Linked DNA regions of Mus musculus: region 1 is linked to region 2. Evidence: chromatin contacts called from public promoter capture Hi-C data. All regions are on one chromosome and are shown on one strand. The core of a region is the stretch at or near the end of the contact, and the rest is flanking DNA. Distances in the headings are between cores, read along the strand shown.

Evidence for each region. Promoter capture Hi-C pulls out the DNA fragments that hold promoters and counts their contacts.
Region 1: a promoter capture Hi-C map of embryonic stem cells shows a contact between it and region 2, with 2.1 times the contacts expected there. The contact joins the enhancer-like site here to the promoter of Trdn in region 2. A contact is called at or near these places in 5 of 39 promoter capture datasets (cranial neural crest, embryonic stem cells, hippocampal neurons and 2 more).

Annotation. Positions count from the first base shown.
Region 1 is chr10:33,794,844-33,799,205 of GRCm38.p6, forward strand. No RefSeq gene overlaps it. Among named protein-coding and RNA genes, the nearest start is that of Sult3a2, 15 kb to the left of the region's middle. Within about 2 kb of position 2,583, at least 6 of the 459 cell types and tissues checked have an H3K27ac peak or open chromatin away from gene starts, as enhancers often do. A contact at or near this core is called in embryonic stem cells, where this site is marked.
Region 2 is chr10:33,081,872-33,086,497 of GRCm38.p6, forward strand. It overlaps Trdn (triadin), which reads left to right and starts at 1,612. Exons shown (of 38, transcript NM_029726.2): 1 at 1,612-1,874. The coding sequence starts at 1,853.

The DNA of each region.
Region 1 (4,362 bases), core at 1,333-3,832, 710 kb after region 2:
TAAATTGGCTATTACAGAATATTAATGGTTGGTCATACCATCATTTTAAATAATAATAGATAAGTTAAAAATTGTTTTTATTCATGCTTTTGTATCTTCTATAAATTCATGGATGCATGTAGTTACTGTGTTTAAAAACAACCCCTCTATGGGAAATAAGTAGATGCGAATTAGATCACACATTTATTCTTTTGAACTTCCCTCTGTTTCAGCACAGATAATTAAGTTGTGTGCTGTGGATGGTGTTTTAAAATGCTAAAAAATCAAACCTTAATTTGTATATTAATAGTCAATATTATATTTCAGAGCTCACAATTGCTTAAGATTGTTCATCCCTCAGATGCTATTAATTCTCAAATTTGCAATTGCTTTTGCATATACAACTCATAAGTAAAAATGCTGGATTTATATCTCAGACAGTCTATAGATCTACATATAAGATGGATTGGATATATAATCTCATTCTTTATACATTCAAAAGTTATGGTTTAAGATAATATTTTGGTATTCTTGGAAAATGTGCATGTCAAATTGTAAAAGAAAAATTCTTTTGCTCTTAGTGTCCTCAGTTACTACTTGTTTCCACAAAATAGTGTTAATTCTTGAGGACTTATACTTAATAAATTGCTGCAAATAAATGCTCTTATTTCTGAGTTAATAAATAAATAAATTATACACATGTGACTATTAATAACTTTTCAAGCTTTCTAGTTACAACTGCTCTTCAAGAGAAACAATTGAAAGTGCAATTAGTCACTGCCCATGTTACATTAATACTGACGATAACAGTCAAGTATTTGAGATGTTTTGTCAACAAATTATTAATTCTCAAGGACAAGGTATTGCGGAACTTTAAAACTTTAGCTTCTTAAAAGACAAAGAAGGGGGAAATTATATCCCCATGCATATTATTTAATGTATTCCCCTGCACATTATTTAAATCATACTTTTATTTTAGAATTTTGAAATTTGGATGTCGAAGAACTTAATAAGTGCCTTATAGTATCTTAAAAGGATCTACTTATTGGCATGTGGCTTGATCCTTATAAGGAAAGGTAAAAGCATAGGTTTTCTTCACAGAATGCTGCAAGAAGCATGATGGCTAATTTGCGTGACAAGCTGACAGGTAAGTTCGCTCAGTGCCCTGACCTTAGTGACAAGGAAGCTGAATTGGGTAAATGTTTTCGACCCATCCTTGCTTGCGATTTTTCCAGTTTGGACAAGCAAAGCTGCCTTGCTTCAAGCTTTTTAACTTTATGGTAAAAAGAACATCAGAAACTGTGTAATCGGACTTAGAAAGATTAGTCATATAAAAAGAGTTATGGTGATTCTTCTCTTTCCTTCAATGTGACTGGTTATTCTGACTCGTTCTTGAACTGGTCTAGTAATAATTCCAGTATTAGAGAATTCCAGGGAAGATAGCAAAATATTCTTAATTACTTAACAAAGTTAAATTGGACCACAACCTCCTCTCCCAGAAAGATTGCAGACTTTCTACAATTCTCAAGGCCAGCTTCCCCACACTGGGAGCTCTAAGTCAAAGCTTGATCGTTGCTAATTTGCAATTGAATGGAGTACCTGGACTCCCCCCCCCCAAAAAAAAGCTTTCGTACTGTTGCCTTTCATTGTCTCAGCTTTGTTTTTCAAGCAGATCAGTCAATGCCCTTCAGCTTGACTGCAGCAGGTGTGCATCCCTGCCTCCAACTCCAACTGTGCAGGTGGCAGTTATTAATCTTCATTCAAGAAGCATTCTAGTACATATTGTGGCTTTTGGTCTGGTTTGGGAATAAAGTTTGCTATGAAGGCCAGACAGTCTAAGACAGACAACCAGATCTCGGAATCATATCAATCTAGACAGAGGTACATGCCAAGAGGCCGTGGTTTATTAATAATACACCACAGAGGCATGTAAAAGATTGGAGGCAAAGGTTAATGTCTTAAAAGTAGTAGTCTTAACAATAGGGCAGGACATAGCATTAAGGCTAGAAAGGCAGAAATTTCAGATATTAGCAATAGTCACTTGGACACTTGGAACATTGATGAATTGGCCAGAGATTTAAAAAACAACCTAAGTGCATTAAATCCCCTGGATTGGGTTCAATATATATTCCTACTTGCTATTATTATTGGCATTATTTTATTAGTAAATCGTTGTTTCCACTCATCTTTAGAGCACTCCTGAGATCTGTAGCTATGTTGAGACAGGACATTCCGGAACTTCGGCAGAAATATAAGAAAGAGAGAGAATGCTATGCACATGCCAGTGAAGTTTGCTTGGCAGGCCAAGAAGCCTGGGAGCACTCACGAGGCAAAGAGTTTCACGGAAACTCACATCCTGGAACTTTGGCATTCTCATAACCCAGATATTCTTACTGTATTCCCGTGTTAGTCTGGTGTATGGATCCACATGCTCTCTTTTAGTATTATCTTATTATAAGTGCCTTTTAAGATTGAATTCTGATATAGCTAGCCTTCACCAGTGTTCCTACGTCCTAGAAAGACCTTGAAGCCAACAACTTGGAATTCAGTAGGAATTCAGTAAGGAAGTTACCTATTCAGTAATTAATTAAGCATTACAAAAGATGGAGCCAACAGTTCAGGCCTGGTCTCCAGAGTTCACTAAAGACAGTAGGCAGTCTTAACCAAACAAGGGTTTACCATGAGAAAAGTTAGAGAATCCCACTGAGACAGGTTTCTTCACTAGGCCCAAAGAAATCAGGCAGAATTATAGAGCATAAATAAATTTTATGCCTCAGTCCAGCTTTTATTTTAATATTAATAACAGGGAGAAAATTGTAACCTCCCCCCCTAGCCTGAAGTAGGCTGAACCAGACCTTGACTTTGCTGCCACTAGGGAGATTACCTAGGGTGGAGCCTGCCTCCCTAGATCACTATTGTTCAGCCACTGTCGCTGCTACCTGCTGGGAAGTTGGCCTAGCTATTCCAGAGACTACACATGATCACCTACAGCTGGGCTCCAAGGATGAATTCGCGGGAATGGGCCTACCCCCTCCTTTATAAAGCATGTCTGCCATTAAACATTAGAACCTTGAGCAGACTAGTTGTCTTGGTTCCACTATTTCTCAACTCGCCTAGTTCCCCTCTTCTCTTTCAGCTCCAGGCTGCCTCCCAGGCTTGAACCCGGACATGAGAGCCACAGGCGGGCCCCAACAACTACTTACTTAAATACAACAAGAAATAAGGAGAAATCATCCATTGTATATAATATGTATCAGATCTAATAATGTCTATTAGGCCCTCTAGCATAGATAATGATAAGTCTGATCAGCTACTAGCATTAAATGTACTGGAAGCTTCTCAATTTCATGAATAGCACCATGTTAACAGCAAAGGTTTAAAAAGGGATTTTTCTATCACTTGCAAACAAGTCAAGGAAACTATAAGATTTTCTAGTAGTCCTCTGTATAACCAAACCCCATTTTACCTGTAGAAAGTAACCCAAAAAGTACCCAAAGAAATGAAATTTGACAAAAGCATATATTTCATTTTGCAGAGTTTGGAAAATTAAAATATGTGCCCTATACCATGGATATGTATTCAGGATTTCAATGATCAAATGTTTAACGTTCTGAAAAGATTGAGTCTGTAACTACAAGTTTATTAGAAGTTATTCTTATTATGAAACACCTGTACAAATTAATACTGACAATGCCCTAGCATGTGTCTCTAGTAAATTGAAATTCTGTTGGGTTTTTCTCGTATTACAACATTTAGCTACAGAATCATTTACTGATCATCAGCTACTGATAATGGAAATGCCACTAAAGGAAAGGGCCAGCCTATAGACTGGAAGATGGAATGGCCATTACTGAAGAAGGACTCACAAAATCACTGAAGCACTATTAGGTATACGACAAACACCTAGGAAAGCAAAAGGAAATATCTGCTCTAATTCATGGTGTATGTCCAATTATATAGCTATATAATTATCAAAATGGAAAGCCACTAGATGGCATATAAATGGCAAAGATATATGGTCATGGGAAGCAAGAATAGAAATGGGAAAACCTAGCAAAAGTTAGCAAAGACATAAAATTTTATCACTAATACAAGAAAGTTAGAAGAAATGTCCGAAAATAATGAAATAGTAGACAAGTTGGCATCATATTTAACTTAACTATACTAGAGTATTAAAATTTGCCATGAAACAATTTCAGAACAGATAGGAAAGAATGATAGATTAAACAACCAAAGAACTTGAAACTTTACCCTAACAACAAAAAGTAAGAGGAAATATGGAACCAAATAAAACTGGGATAACTGTTATAAGGAATCTATAGCCAGATGAAGGTTCACACTTTTAATCCCAGCACTTGGTAGGCAGAAGCAAGCACCTAAGAA
Region 2 (4,626 bases), core at 362-2,861:
GGCCACACATTCAAATACATCCCAAATAGTTCCATCAACTAGGAGCAAAGCATTCAAATACATAGCCTTTGGGAGCTATTGTTATCAAATAACCACAGGAGAGAACCACAGTGAGGTGAACTCTGCTTTCAGGGAACACTTCTAGATTAACCCAGTATTCCAAAGGCATCATTTTGCCTTTTGGATGGTCTTTATTTGCAGTGATTCCTTTAATTTGGAATCAGTACTGCCTGCAAGAGGACATTAGCTCTCAGGTAATGTATGAGCACTGTAATCAATGTTAATCATCTCAGTCCAGTCCCAGCTGCTAGTTGTGGGCTCTGTATAACATTAAGAGTCTACCTGGAATCTTTTCCTCCCGTCTGAACTAAGAGTTCTGACTTGTTTATTCAGCTGATTTCTATGCAATTTCTGTTGTGCCATGAAATTGAGGCAGCCAATGAAGACAGCTGGTGACATGTAGGATGTCATTGTCTATGCAAATAGCTGTCACATCATTCTTCTGAGCCTCATTTTAAAACAGAAGATAGAGCTGTGCTTTGTAAACTAAGAATTGCCTACAGATTCAAGAGATTCTGTCAGCCAATGGCAGTGAGTTAAGGCAAAGAGACAAAACTGCAAGCTTTTATTAAGTTGAATGTGAGATGAAAATAAAAGATAAGGAAAGCCAGCCCTTGATAATTCTCAGATTGGTTAAAGTTTATGATCATCAATGCCCTTTGATTCTCCTTCCCCTTCCAACCACCAACTACTGAATATTTCTCTTCTCATTAACACCTGTCTAGAAGTGGGAAGGTGAAATGCTAATCAGGCAATTTAGCTAATTGTTAGCTGCTGCTAGGATTTTTTTTTCTTCCTTTCTTTCAAGTTCGGAAAGGGAAATGGTGAAATCCATTTCTAAAATGTGAACAGTGGATTTCTAAACTTTATTTCACCTTCTCTTTCTTTCACTGCTGAAATGAATTCAGATATTTTGTTTTTAATAAGGTGTTGGAATAAAACCCTGAGACGGCATACTTCTCAGAGATTGATTTTTATTGTCACATTACATGCTTCTTATTGACTAATATTTAAAAATATTAATTTTTTACAACATGACTAGCTTAAAAGAATGGCCAGGAGTTACAAATTTCAGTTCTGAGTGTAGCCCTATATAAGTGCACTTGACTAGAGGATTTGGGACAACAACAAACCAACACAGAAAAATTACTAACAACTGCCCTCCCCTCTGCCTGTGGTAGACATTACATGATCCTCCCCTAGCCAAATAAGGGAGAGAGGAATGTTCTGAGTATTAGAGGCACTAAGAATAAATCTGAGCTATCTAGGGTAAGATTACTTTCAACTCTTTATTTTATGTTTTCTGACACCAATCCCCAATCTGTAATTATATCAGAGACACTGCGGGGGCTTAGACAGCACTTTCTAGATACTCTGGCTTTGTTTTCCTCTTTTATTTATTTGCTTTTATTTATTTACTTACTTATATTTGCCTGTATCTTTAGGGCTTGAGAGTTGGTGTGTGTGTGTGTGTGTGTGTGTGTGTTCCTCCAGAGTGCCAAAAAAAAAAAAAAAAGTGCTGAAGAGTCCAAGGCAGATGAGGCTATTTTTGTTTGAAGCTGATACTTTTAGCTGAGCCACAAGTACTGCTTGGAAAGGGCTTAGGTTGTTTCCAGGGGGAGAACTCTGCAGAGAAGAGGCAAAGTTCAACAAGACAACAAAAATCAGCCAGAAAATCCAGGAAAAGGAAGAGCCCTTGTCATACCCCTCTACCAGAGTTCTCTAATCCTACCTTATTCTGCAAAGTGCCACTTGACTGGAACTCTTCACCTGCTTGATTTCTGCACCCACCATGACTGAGATCACTGCTGAAGGTACTGTTGCCTGGGGACATTATGTAAATCAACAGCCTCAGGGACGCTATAGGCTTCAGCTGGCTTCTAGTTAATTAGTTCTGTGAGTCTACACAGGATCTGCAAAATGAAATTGGAAGCTGAGCGGTTGCCAGATTTGTGTGTTTGAGGGAGCAAGGGGAGATTTATCGGGAATTTTACGTGTGGAAAGTATTTTCTGCTATGCTAGAGGCCCCACTACCCTCTCCGTTATCACCTCACCTCTATAAATAGCTGAGGACATGGTGGCAAAAAATTTAAGACAAAAATTATAAGACATGTGAGGATGGAGATGGAAAAAAATCAGAATATTATGTGTGATGTGTCAGTTTAGAAATATGATCTGGAGCATCTTTTCTTTATAGTATTTAAAATTTGAATTCTTAAATGTCTTCTCTTTCCAGCTAGGGTGCACAGCTTGCTTATATGCATCGCAGATAGAAGTGCCCTGAAGAATCATAGTCATTTTACCATTGACAAATGCTCAAAGACAAAGTTAGAAATTTCAGAAAGTCAGAGAAGTCTAACTTTTAAAAATAAAGCATTTAACTCTTAGAAATCTAGTTATTTTGTAAACTCATTTCTTGTTTCTCTATAAGTAGTGTGTTTTATATTTATATTAACATATTTTCTATTTATACACTTATAATAAATCTACAAACACTCACACCCGTCTTACTAATGAAGTAATTCTTTAAAAATAATACAGTCTGGCTTTAGTTGAGGTAAAACTATGGAAGATACGCTTAACATTCTCTCTGACAGCAATAAGTACATAAGGCAGGTGGTACTTTTGACAGTTTCCAAGTTAAATGTCATTTTGTTTTTAACGAGACTGTAAAATAGAAATCTATTTGTTTTATCTTTTGTGTGGGTAGAAATCTATGTAAAGAAAATAATTTTCCCTGAAGATTTAGGCAATATCTGTGAGGAAAAAAAATGCCTTGCTTGTATTAGTTACAGAGATAGCCTGTCACCACAAATTAATAACAATATTACTGAGAGATTTCCATTTATTAGGTATTTTGTTTAGAAACTTATGCACATTTCGTTTGTGAGACCTCACACCATTCCACTAAGTAGCAATTTGATGTCTATTTCACACACAAAAAACCCTGTTACTCAGATATTCCATGACTTCCCATTACCAAATTGTAGTCAAGATTGGGTATCAGCTCCTTGAAGCCAGCCTGTGTTTTCTCTTTTCCATTAGAGGATATAAAATTTACTGTTTGCCAGTTTTAGTTCAGAATTTGCTAACTGAATGTAAATAATATTATAATTTTTTTTTCTATACTTTGGACATTCTGTGTCATGTCGCCCTTATGTTGGCCTTGAAAAGATCTGTCTATAAAAGTGTTCTGCTTATTCCTGTACAAGGTATTAAGAAACCTCTGGGCATTCCTGTCAGCCTGTGCTTGGAACCTAGGCTGCCACTAATTTCAGACATTGCTGGCCAATCGTGCTCCTTGATTACAGTGCATGTCCTACATGCATTTGCACTTGATCCATAGCACGTTTTATTAAAGGACTGTTGTTTTGAAATAGAATTATTTGTACCCATAGGGAGTTGAAGATGTTGTGAAGCCTCTGTGGTAGGGCCCATAAAACAGCAACTGAGAAAATCTGAGTTGACTACGTGAGCACAGCATATAATTTTCTGGATAATCATCATTTCCCATAGTCTGGTCTTCGGAGTAGGTAGGGTCTCTACCATGTGATCATGAGTGTTGTACTTATTCCTTCTTTGCAATGATCTGTTTATTTGTCAGGAGAAACTTAGATTGCCAGCTCAATGAATTTGTGTTATCTGTGGTTATTACCATAGTCAGTCTCCTCAGTTTTCCAAAGGATTTGACACTTTTTCTTTACCTTGTGATTCCCACTCTTTGTTTCTCATCTATAACAACCTTTCTTCATTCTTTCTTGTTTGCCTTTCATTAAAGAGATGTTTTGTAAAGGTCTTGTTTCTCATTGTTCTTTCAGCCTTCAGTTGTCTTTTCTTTCTTCTGCTGTATTTCACTTACCACCACTTTTGTGCAAATCCCTGAAGTATAAACACTGCAGGAGTAGCCTCATAGCATTTATCTATCTCATCTTTTACTCACTGAATATGAAAAGCAAACATTTTGAAGATTTAGACCAAGGAAGAACAAGGGTGATTCATTGGATGCCTGGTATCATAATAACTCTAAGTCTTTGGCCATTGCTAATTTTGGAAGTTCACAGGTTGACACCTTGGCTTATTTACTTCTAATACATGCCACAACTACCAAACTTACTGACTCTTTCACATATATTTTTCTATTGATACTTCAACTTGGATAATTCATTCAATGAAAAAAAAGAAAACCATGTTCCATGTCAAATGTGTTCCAGGCATAGGCACTAGGTAAAACAGAAATCAAAGTTGAACCCCAAAGGACTTTATGGAAACAACAACTTTTATTCTAGCCATGATAAAGATGGTAGTGATAATACTGAGTCAATTTATTGTCTGGAGTCTTAAGATATCAGACTTCTTAAATGCCCACTTAACCCTCTCAACATCGATGTGAAACAGTTTTATTGCTATTTATAAAGTTTGAAGCTAAGGTTTAGGAAGATTAAGAACTATGCAAGGACTGATACAACTTCAATTCATGTCTGAAAACAGTGAAGTTGAATCTGCCTTCTCATTGTGTGAGACTCAGAGTTAGTTTGATATTGGGTGGCTCTTGGGTGTCTACACTAG